Linked DNA regions of Gossypium hirsutum: region 1 is linked to region 2. Evidence: chromatin contacts called from public Hi-C data. All regions are on one chromosome and are shown on one strand. The core of a region is the stretch at or near the end of the contact, and the rest is flanking DNA. Distances in the headings are between cores, read along the strand shown. Region 1 has its middle 21 kb from the start of LOC121208228. Region 2 holds the start of LOC121202977 (zinc finger CCCH domain-containing protein 6).

Region 1 (6,059 bases), core at 285-2,784, 72 kb before region 2:
AAACAACAATAAGAAAATCTCAGTTTATGCGGTCATAGGTTTTGCACATGTCACGTTTCAACGTTGCTAGAATGTCTTTTTCATACCGTTTGGATCAAATGGTATGAAGTTCACTTCCCAGTTATATGTTATCCATAATGTTCTGACCATGAGTGAAGGTGTTTTGGAATGGTGATATGACAACATCCATTATTAGCTTGAGGCGGTGAACAAGAACTTTTTAGCAAATTTTATAAATGACACTATATAGAGATTAATTGGTCGAAAATTACCAAAGTTATGTTAGCGGGTATCTTTCAAGATAAGCGTAAGTAAAATTCGCCTAAATTAAGAAACCTGACACAAAGTTGTGTGGTCAGAAGGCTGACTATATCCCAATTATGTTGATAGAAGAATCCTGATTTGCCATCAATGCTAGGGGCTTTTGATGGATGCATTTGAAATGCTGCAGCTTTGAATTCTTCAAGGGTGAATTCTTTGTTAAGTTGTCCCTATAGGTGGGAGGGAAAATTATGTAAGTTGAATTGAATTCCCTTATAATAGACATATTATATTATAATATTATGTATATGAATGAATTATAAAATATACTTTTGTAATATTAAATTTAAAATCATTAATAAAGAAAAAACAAAAACTAGCTTGTCGAAACATTAAACATTATGAAGCTAATTTAATTTATATTTAGGAAAGGATTTTAATCGTAATAGGAATAATATTTTTAACTCTTGTAAATAAAATGTGTAAATAAGTTAGGGGAGTTTGGTTCACATAAATTTTTGTTAAGGAATGTAATATTACTTATTGTTGGTAAGTAACTCTTTTACTGGACTCTACAATTTAATATTCTCCGAAATTTAAATATTATATTTAATATAGTATTATTGTTTCCTCGATTTCTTTTATTTTATTATTACATATCATTATATTTTTATTAAAAAGTCTTTAAATTTAGGCAATATATTGCCTTGACTTGTATGTAGCTTTTACCATATATCTGTTTGACATAGATTCAAACCCTATCACCCCACCTTTTACTACCAATATTGTATAAAATGATATTTAAATTGAATCAATAATTTTATTCATTGAAGTGAATTTCATTTAATTATTAATATATTAAGTTAAATTATTATATTATAATAATTTAAAATATAATATTGATTGTATGTAATGATGATTAAAACTCTTATAAGATATCCCTCTAATATAAGTTCAAATTATGTTCCTCTCCTTTTCAATATTTTATCAAAAAATAATTTAAAATCTGTACATAATATATTTACTTAATTTATAAAAAACATAAAATGAAAGGAAATCTATATATATATATAAAAGGAAAACATATCATGAAATTGAATATCATCTCTTAATCTTACTTACATTACCTAGAGCTGAATTAAGATTACCCCTATATTTTAGAATAAGATTATTTAGTATTGGGCTCAGAGGCCACGTATGAGGTGGCTTGCGGAAGGTGACAGGAACACTCGCTATTTCCAAGCACGCGCCACGGGTAGAAAAAAGAAAAATCAAATTGAAAAGTTGAAAGACTCAAGGGGGACGTGGCATACGGATAAAAAAGAGATTTGTAACGTAGCCTGGAGCTATTTTAATGAGCTTTTTAAGACAACTACCGTTACTTTTATTGAACCTGACTTGCATTATATTCATTCATGCATTACTGACCAAATGAATGCTAATTTGGATAGGGAATTCACGGATGAAGAAATCATCACAGCCTTTAGAAACATGGACCCACGCAAGGCTCCTGGATGTGACGGTCACTCAGGATGTTTTTTCAAAGAACACTGGCCAACAATTGGAAAAGATATTTTAAAGTTTTGTCACGAGGTCCTCAAGGGCAACAAAGATGTTGCTTGTGTTAACGAAACCGTGCTTGTTTTAATTCCTAAAATAAAACAACCTATTAATATGACTAATTTTCGGCCTATAAGCCTCTGTAGGGTTATTTACAAAATTAACTCCAAAGTCTTGGCCAACCGTTTGAAAGTCGTTTTGCCTACTTGCATTTGTCAGAATTGGAGTGCGTTTGTATCGGGATGTATGATCCACGACAACGTTATAATTGCCCACGAACTGATGCACTATCCTTAGAGCTCAAAGAACGGTCCGAATAAAGGCTTTGTTCTTATCTGGAAAAATTTAGTTTTAATTTGAGTTTGGTGGATAAAATTATACAGTGTGTGCGCTCTATTTAGTATATGGTTAAGTGTAATTTGATGTTGTCTGATATTATTATCCCGGAAAGGGGTCTCCGATAAGGGGAACCCTTGTCCTCTTACTTTTTTTTTTATATGCATGGAAGTTCTTTCCCCTATGCTTATTCAGGCTCAAAAAGCTAATACCATCAAAGGTATTCGGGCAAGTCAGAATGGCCTGAACATTAATCATCTCTTCTTTGTTGATAACGCTCTTCTTTTTGTTAGGAATAAGAAAAGTGAAGTTGATGAGTTCATGAATATCCTAATGGAGTTCGAAAAGATTTCGGGTCAAAGCATAAACCTCGACAAGGCCATGGTGTATTTCAGTCCGAACACCCCTGTCTCTCAGCGCCATTATTTTGGTAGTTTACTAAAAATGGAGGTGGTGGATAAGCTTGACAACTACCTTGGTCTCCCTCTAATTGTTGGCAAGAAAAAGTCAATCGTGTTCAAAAGCAGTTAAATATGACTCCTATTTTCAGTCAAATTTGAGAAATAATCTTTCAGTTAAAATCTATTTATTTGTTTCAATAAACACTGATTAGTTTAGATTATTTTATTATTATTTGACCTATGAATTTAACCTATAAGTAGGCTCTTTTACAACCTTAGAAAAAACACCCATTAGATATTAGAACTCATAACACATTTAAAGAATTTTGTGTTTACGTTTTGAGGGTTCTTTGTTTTCGGGTTTTCGAGGTTTAGTCTTTATCTACATCTTTTGTACTATTCGTTCTTTTTTCATTATAGTAAAATTATCTTTGCGCGTGATTTTTTATCCTCTTTGAAGGGGTTTTTTCACGTTAAATTTGTGTGTTAAAATTTTCAATTTATTCCGCTATTTTTTCTTGTTCATTGCTTAATCGGGTCAATCCTAACAAAAGCATCTCTAATCGTATCTCGAGTCGGATGAATAGTTGGTCAAAGAGACTATTGTCTTACGGAGGTAAAGAAGTCTTTATCAAGTCCGTCCATTAGTCCATCCCAACGTATGCTTTCTCGGTTTTTCTTGCCCCTAAAGGCGTTATTAAGGAGCTTCATTCTAAGATTAGCCGTATGTGGTGAGGGGGAAATGAAAAAAATCGTTGTTGGTCTATGCTCGTGTGGAATAGGGTTTGTTTCCCTAAGGGTATGGGAGGCCCCGATTTTAGGGATCTCCATTTGTTTAACATTGCTCTTTCAGGGAGACAAGTATGGAGGCTTATCATGTGCAAGGATGCACCATGCTACAGGGTGCTTAGTGCTAAATACTTCCCCAGTGGTGATATTTTCCATACCAAACGCATCGACAAACCGTCTTATATTTGCTCGAGTATTTCCGCGGGTGCGAGACATTTAAACAATGGCTTCGGGTGGATTAGGGGTGATGGGAGAAGCATTGATTTTAGACGCGACAATTGGGGCTTTGAAGGTCTGACTGGGGAGTTGGTTCATCCAAATGCACCGAATATTAGTGAAAGTAGAGTGTGCGATTGATGGAACAGAGATAGTACGGGCCGGAACCAGGCGAGTCCATGCGATTTATGGGGGAGCAGATATGGTATTTGCCCATTATTCATAATGCCCCAAACTACAGACGTGGCTGGTTCCACAACCCCATGGTTACTTTACTTCCAAATCTGCTTATTCCTGGCTAATTCTTAATAAGGTTGGCTATGGCCCGCACAGATTTTTTTGGAGAAATATTTGGAAGCTTCAAACCCTCCCAAAGATACGTATTTTCTGCTCGAGAATTGGACACGATATCTTGCCTACATATAAAAAAATCGCTGCTATTCGCAAGGAGTTTAAAACAGACTGCCTCCGTTGTGGTGCTGGTGAGGAAACATTACTTCATGCCTTAAAAGATTGCCCCATAGCTCGCGAGATCCTTGTGATGGGGGGCATCAACAGCAGCCTGCTGGAAGGTAACTCTACTCAGAGCATCGACTGGATCGAAGAGATGATGAGGGTGTTGGATATCAAAGCGGTTTCGGATTTCATCACTACATTGTGGAATAGCTGGAATAATAGGAACAATTATATTTTTAGAGGGAAAGAAGATGATGCCAGGGTGGTGTGGGTGAGACCAAGGACGTTAAACGATGACTTCCGTATATATAATTTACTTAATAAACTCATGTTGCCTGTTACCCCGATGGAGAAGAAATAGGAGAAACCCCATGGGGCATGGTGAAGATTAACTTTGACGCGGCCGTCTCGGAGAAGAAGATGAGTTTTGGGATAATCGCGAGGGATTCGGATGGCTTTGTCTTGGGGAGTGGCGCTGTTGAAATTAGTACACAAGCAGAATGGACTGAAATTAAAGCTTTCAAGGAAAGTATCCTGTTTGCTATTAATAGAAATTTCAGTGATGTGCTTTTTGAGCCTGACAATGTCAGCATGGTCAACCAGATCTGCAAGCTGTTGAAGGGTTTCAATGTTGCTAAAGTCTGTTGGACAATGAGATGTTGTAATAGAATTGCGGATTTTATTTGTAAAAAGGCTTTAGCCGATAATTGTAGCTTAAATTTTGATGTGGATTATCCTGGGGATTTCCATGACTTGATTTTAAGTGATTCTATTAATTGAGGTGGTTTTTTTATCAAAAAAAAAATTATTTATTCAAGGCAATATTTAGAAATTAAGAGTCGGAATATTACGTAGGAACATAAAATTAACCCCAAAAAATATAAATGACTTCAATAAAATGTATGGTTACTACTATAGTTTAGTTAAAAAATATTCAAAATTCAGTTTGGACGCGAAGGTTTCCTTTTGGCGAAATGACTATATTCGATAGATAATCGTGGAAGTGGATGCATTGTTGGTGGTTCGGCTTCTTCAGCGTCCATAGATGCACACTCACCCCTTCTGTTATCTTCTTCATGATTGTTGGAAGCTCATTGAGGAAGGTTGGGTCACTATGGTTCGACAAAGGCATCGTGAGGGTAACTTCTGTGCTAATCACCTAGCTTCTTTGGCACAGGATCTTGCTGCCGATTCCATTGTTTTGACCGAGCCACCACCGAGTTTACTCCCCTTATTGCAAGCTAATGCTTGAGGTAAAGGCTGCTTGAGATTATAGTTTCTTTGCTTTCCATTGTACCAAAAAATATATAGACTTGAGTTAAAACTCAAACAGGTAACTACATCAAATCTCACTAAGCTATTAATAAATTTACGTTTTAGTCACTCAACTTCAAAAGTTACAAATGATCACTGAATTATTTGAAAGTTTTCATTTTAAGTCACTGAACTATTCGGAAGCTTTTATTTAAGTCACTGGGATGTTAAATTTTTTTTTCAAAAAAGTTTGGGCAATGAACTTCAAGCAACGATTCAATAATTGGTACGGTAAATCAATACCTATCAATGAGTAAAATAACATACCTTAGATCCAAGTTGATCTAATAGTCAGCGTCAGAGAAGAAAGTTATTAAAATATTGATTTATAGATTCTTTAAGTTAAAAAAATTGAACTATAAAAGGGAAGGGAAATGAAAGCTTTCGATTGATGTAGGTAGTATAAACAGAAAATGCCATAAAACAGTTATTTTAATAGTCCAGTGACTTAAATAGAAACTTTTGAATAGTTTAATGACCATTTTTGTAACTTTTTGAAGTTAAGTGACCAAAACATAAATTTACTAATAATTTAGTGATCTTAAGTGGAATTTTTCCTTAAAGTTTTTAAGTAATTCAAATTTAAGTATTGTAATACACATGTCAAGAGGTTAGTGAGTTGAATTTTTTTTTTAAAATTGGGTAAACTACACTAATGGTTATCTAAATATTGATAATTGTTTTTTTGGACACTTAACTATAAAAATTTACGCATTAATTTTTATT
Region 2 (6,368 bases), core at 3,757-6,256:
GCTGAGCCCTCAGTTTATTGGGCCATACCGAATTTTAAAACGAGTGGGGCCAGTCGCATATCAGTTGGAGCCACCTCCAGAGTTAGATCGCATACATGATGTGTTCCACGTCTCGATGTTGAGACATTATCGCTTTGATCCCACGTACATTGTGCCTGTGGAGGAGATTGAGGTTAGGCTAGATCTAACATTTGAGGAGGAGCTGGTTCAGATTATAGATCGTGACATTAAAGTTCTACGAAGAAAATCTAGTCCCTTAGTAAAGGTGCTGTGGCAGAATCACAGCACTGAGGAGGCCACTTGGGAGCCGGAGGATTCGATGCGTCAGCAATATCCTCACATTTTCTTATCAGGTAAAATTTCGAAGACGAAATTTTCTTTTAGAGGGGTAGAGTTGTAACGCCCCAAATTTTACAAATATGTTTCTATAATTATTTAACACAACTGTATATCTAGTTTAGTGGTTAAGTGTTCTGGGTGTGTATGTGAGGTCCTAAGTTCAAGCTTTAACTTGGGAAAAATTTTGGTTTTTTTTGGATAAAGCCTTACCTTCAGTTAATAGGCTTATAAGTATTTGTTTATTAAAATATGCAAGAATGGGCCTGTTGGTCTGGTGGATAAGTGGAGTGTTGGTGTGAGGGAGGTCTTAAGTTCGAGTCTAAGCGGAGGCATTATTTTTGCTGCTAATGTCGTAGAAGTATTTGGTTGGGGTTGGGATACTGAGTAGTTGCAACAGTTGTGGTTTAGTGGGAACAAAACAAGGGATTTGGGAGTTACCTAAATATTCTGCTCTCCCTCTCTGCTGAGTCTCCTCTGCAAAATTTCCCCTATCCACATTCTTTTTCTTTTCCCCCAGCCAAAAATCCCCTGTTTGCTGCCGATTTTTACTTCATTTTATTATTGGTTTTTGGTCATTTTCCATCATCATTACTTCCCTGTGCGTTGGGCGTGAATTCAGTGAGTATAGGGGTGCGTTTTGTTTCGTTTTTTGAATGTTAGGTTGTTAAGATATTGTTTTTTGTTTAGGAGAAAATCAAGATTCTGTGGATTGCTAAAACGATGATCTAAATTAGTGAGGAACTGCCGTTGTTCATTAAAGGTAAGGACATCATTAACTTTCGAGATTTGCCTATCCTTATAAATTGATTTAAGTGACTAAGTAAGTGGCGTACTGTTCAATAATAGATTCTAGGGTGTTCGTGGTTGTGATAGCTTCAAAACGATACCAAGTGTGTACTTCGATTGCACAGAAAATGAGATTCAGTGAAACCCGAAAAGTAAACTGTCGATGCCACACGGGCATCTGGATTGCCCATATAGAGGCTGTGTGGCGATACACAACTGTGTGATCAATGAACTAGGCTGTGTGCGGGTGACACGGGCACGACGAACACAACTGTGTGACGGCTGGCGAGGCCGTGTGCAAGACACTAGCGTGTGGGCCCACACGGATGTGTGGGAATTTGGGCCAGGTCGTGTGGGCTATACGGGCGTGTAGGCCCACACGGATAGGTCACATGGGCGTGTGAGCTCATTTTTTAAAAATGTTCTGCAAGGTTGCACGGGTCGTCCAAGTCGACTGTGACATGTGGTAGGGTCGGTAGGCCTTACTTAGACCCTTGTTTCTGTGATTTGATATTGCGATCTATGTACTACCATGTTACACTTAGCATATATATCTGTCTGTTCTGAATATGAGTATATGTCTGTTAATCTGCATTATAGCATGCCATTCTTGTATGATGCATTGCATTGGGGGTGGGTTTGATGAAGTGAATGAAGTATCTGAAAGGCTTCATGAGCCTGTTATCTAGTAGCTAAGCTGCATATTTATGACATGTGTTGTATTACGATACTTTATGGTATGTAGGGTTAGATAGGTCAATTTTATCCCCATATTTGGTTTGTAGGGATAGGTGGGTCGATTTTATCCCCACATGGTGTGTTAGGTTGGACGAAGTTGGTGTGCAAAGTTGGTGGGCATGTTTCTGTTTTTCTGATATGTTATGCATGCTATATCTGAGATGGGCTAAGGCCTTGAGTATGAGTCTGATTCTGTTCTGAGTGGGCTAAGGCCCACACCGATTCTGTAAAGGGTTTGGGCCCGAGTGATGTCTGTACTCAATTATCTGACTATGTGCAAGCTGAACTGTGGGGGTGTACACACTGAGTTGCGAAAACTAACCCTTTATTTGTTTAATCTGTTTAAGTAATCCCCAGCAGTAGATGGATCAGTGCAGCGGAGGACTCGATAGTGACCACGACCACCTAACCATGGGTTTTATGTTTTAAATGCTTTACCATATTATTTTATTATTATTTTAGGGATTTTTTTTTTGTAAATATGGACTTGGACTGTTGGTTTTAATTTGGATTTTTGAACTGTGATTTTGGAATATAAACTGCAACACTAAAGCATGGTTTTTAAAATTAACTAAGGTTTTAGTAAGTAAAACGGTACCAAGAGTTAATTGGATTTTATAACTTCTGCATAAGAGTAAAAGATAATAATTTGACAGATTTATTTTTATGTATCAGTACAGTTTCCAAAAACACTCTCATTTGACATTGCCAGATTCGGCCATAACGACTAGGCCAAGTTTGGGGTGTTACAGACTATGCATATCAGCTTTGAGGTTAGGCCATCTCCATTTAAACTGATGTGGCTCCACTCATACCTTAAACCGTTACAACATGTTACGTGTCATTTGGCAAACTCTAAACATATGGAAAAAAAATTAATAATTTCCTATCTTCACAACTTGTTTTCGCCAATCCGTATTTTTGAATTCCTTGTGGAAGTTCGTTGCAATGTGTCTGATGCAGTAGACAAATCTCCACGGAACACCCAAACACCTAATTACAACAACTAGACCTTTGATCTATCGGAAATGATGCAAACGCTGTCTTGAGTGACAACATGTCCCCGCAAGTTCTCTACGAAAAATTCTTATGACTTTGAGTCCTCTCCTTTAATAGTGGAAAATGCTATCAGTAGAATGTTTTAATTCATATCTTGTGCAACTACAATAAGGAGGATTTACATATATTTCCCATACAATTAGGTCTCATCTACCTGCACAAGTGGCTTATAGTGGGGAAAGACCCTAATGCATGGATTGAATGTCCAAAAAATACTGTAAAAAGTTCTTTTCTTCAGATATAGTTGGTTACCTCGGTCGTGATAAGGAAACGTCTGCAACTCAACAACAGTCCTTGGAATGTACTCTCACATTGCGGCAATCCACCCTTGGAGCTTGTTGTATGACACATCCCAATTTTCGTACAACTAATCCATGACCATCTGTTTAGCCAACTATGCCTTCCAGTATGAAACTCAGTAGTGAAACTGTTCTTGCATTTCAGTAATCAGCAACGATACAACAATGGTGAGGCTGTCTTTAACCATTGCTAATATGCAGTTGCAGATGGTTTTTGAATCAAGCTTGCGGTGGTCCTACGTCATACGAGCAGAAGTGCATGCATGAGGCCCAACATATTTTCATATCTCTCATTGTTGAGACCTTTGGATAAATTTAGCTCATACCAACCACTTGCACCCTTTTATCAACTTTCAACACTCACCAACATAAATCGTCGATTTAGAGTCAACCACCCTATAGTAGGTAAACACTTTCAAACTATAGCGCTTGATGGTATTGACACACTCGTCTTTGCTCGCGAATCTATGACCCACGAACAACTATTCCAATTCAGGATCTTCTAACATCAAGTGAGTAGGTATGATGCCTAAGTACTCAGGGAACTCAGAAGCATGTGCCGTATCGGGATCAACGATTGACATATAGACATCGGGATCATTGCGTATGACGATGCCACGGCTCGAGTTTTCGACCGAAGGGGCATGATCATTTCCATTATTTTATCCTTCGTCGTGGATATCGTCTGCGACATCGTCTAAATCGGGGTCACTAAAATCTTCACATTCATGATCAGAACAATCATTATTATCAGATCCATCTTCACCAAGTGCATCAATTTCAATAACGTCTGGATATATTTGCAATCCACCACTGTACTAACCTAAACATCCAACGTTGAGATCGATGTCAAAATCGTGCATAAACAACTTGGGAACCTCGGTACACGAGTCTTCAACTCCAAGTTGTTGACTTAACTGAGTTACATTTTCAACGGGCTTTGCATCTGCTAACTCAGCAAATAACTGAATCGGTTCAGGGTTCAACCTCCCTGGCGGGTAATATAATACGACCATTGTCTCAACGTCTTTATCGTCCAGAAGTTCCATCTCGGTAAATTTGATAGGATTTGACGAAATTGGAAATTTGTCATATAGTTTCATCATCCTCCTTCCATAACGCCGGGAAATTTTTTCACTGACCTTCTATTTCATATCACTGACGAACATATTCTTATCGAATATCATTCCGATTTTTTGACGAGTTTTAAAAATATAACCAATGGTTGTTTCTAAAATAACACCATCGAAGTAAATTGTTGCAAAAAATTGGTTGTACTTTTTTTTTTGAAATTGCAAAAATAGAAGAAAAAAAAACTTAATTATTTTATTATAATTGTATAAGTTTACTTTTTATTGTTATTTTATTAAAAACTAACTATTTTTTTTAAAAGAAGGAACATTTGGCTATTCTTTAAACCATAACAAACAAAATAAATTGTAATATAAAAAAATAAAATGCCAAAATAATTAGTATTAACCTTCTAAAATATAAGTGAAGAGACTTAATTGCAATTTTCAAATAAGGGAGGGGAGGATATTCAAAAAAAAAAGTCTCTATTTAACTCAAGAACTAATGTGTGAGGTTGAGGGATCAAATCAATCACTTTTTATAATAAAAAATAATAATATAATAATAAAATATTTTTTAAGTTAAAAAAAATATTTTATTAAGAATAATAGAGTGTCTTCTGACACATCAACATATTAAAAAGATAATTTTTTTAAAAGAGAAAAACGATACCGTCGATTAATAGGATGTTGTAACGTGTTGATTTTTCAGTTTTGCGTACAATTAGAATGGAGGAAATAATGAAGTGTTAAGTCCTTTCATCGTTAAACTCAAATTTTCAGAAAACCAAAACTATGCCAAGAACCTCCTCTACTTCTATCCCCACAGCGCGTCCAATACAACTCCACAACCTCCCCCCCCCTGCACGCGTCAAACTAACGCGTGTGGCAGCTTTCACTCAACAGAATCTACAAGTACAGAACCGAAAGCCTCCTAAAACGAAACTAGTACACAAACAAATTTAGGGGAAAAACAAAATTAGATAGGAAAACGGCAAGGCAGCAAAGCAAACCCAGAGGATCTAGGGTTGCCTTGGATCTCTCTGTTTCCAAAGACACATATTTAGGTCTCTCTCTCTTTTTTCAATCCATTACTTCTTTGTTTTTCATGTAAATTAGGGTTTTCGAAACGTGTAAGTTGATGCAAAGGCTGAGAGACTCCTTTGTTTTTGGGACAGTGGTGTCTTGCTCTTAAGGTTTTAACCTTTTTTTTTATCGATCGAAATCGAATTCTAAAATCGGTGATTCTGGGAATTGGACTCTTTTATCAATTTTATCAGAATCGATGATGGAAAAGGCGGATTTTTGAGATTTTTTAATCTTTAATTTATAATATTTATTTTATTTTTGCTATCTGTCAATATGCGAGGACTGCACAAATCAAAAAAGGTTACTTGGGCACCGGATATTAACCTTTGTCAGGTAAGGATTGCTCTTTTAGTTTCGCAATTCCTAAAATTTGAGCTCCGTTTTAGCTGAAATAGAGAAATGGAAATGAGGGTGGAAAATTTTGAAGTTAAATGGACCTTTATTTTCTTAAACCTGTTAACTGTGTTTGAATTTTATTTGAATCTATTTGGTGATTACTAGTTCATTATTAGTCTTCTTGCAAAGCATAACTACGAATGTGCTTTTTCATTTTTGGTGAGGGCATTGTTGTATGAAGCCTTTTAGAGTATGAATGATGGAGTTCTTTCATTCTCTTTCGGTAGTATTTATGGCTAGTTTAGGTTTTACTTAACTGGTTTTATGGGAATAAAAATCAATGGAGTTTGGAAATATGTTATGCAAGTTAGACATAGAATATGAAAGAACAGTAGTAAAAGACTTTGATTTTTAGGTCATTCAGAAATTTCAACGACAATAAATATATAGCTGCAATAAACTTCCCCGGCTCGTCAATTCCTTTCATTTAATGTTCATTTACTGATCTACAGAGAACAAAATAACACATAACTAGGGTACGAAATTGAAATCTCGATCAATGCATGTTAAGTTAATAATGTTTGTTAAGTTCTGAAGTCTTGACTTCAAATTTTTGCTTTTAGTTATCAGAGAAGCTTGTTATTTGTTGTCT

Evidence for each region. A called contact is a pair of places that touch in the nucleus more often than the background predicts.
Region 1: a contact with region 2 is called in a Hi-C map of leaf, with 1.9 times the contacts expected there. The contact joins the enhancer-like site here to the promoter of LOC121202977 in region 2. A contact is called at or near these places in 7 of 34 Hi-C or Micro-C datasets (leaf, petal and seedling).

What each region holds. Positions count from the first base shown.
Region 1 is chrA01:22,936,051-22,942,109 of Gossypium_hirsutum_v2.1, reverse strand. No RefSeq gene overlaps it. Among protein-coding and RNA genes, the nearest start is that of LOC121208228, 21 kb to the right of the region's middle. Within about 2 kb of position 1,534, at least 2 of the 9 cell types and tissues checked have an H3K27ac peak or open chromatin away from gene starts, as enhancers often do. A contact at or near this core is called in leaf, where this site is marked.
Region 2 is chrA01:22,867,378-22,873,745 of Gossypium_hirsutum_v2.1, reverse strand. It overlaps LOC121202977 (zinc finger CCCH domain-containing protein 6), which reads left to right and starts at 5,006. Exons shown (of 4, transcript XM_041116467.1): 1 at 5,006-5,713. The coding sequence starts at 5,654.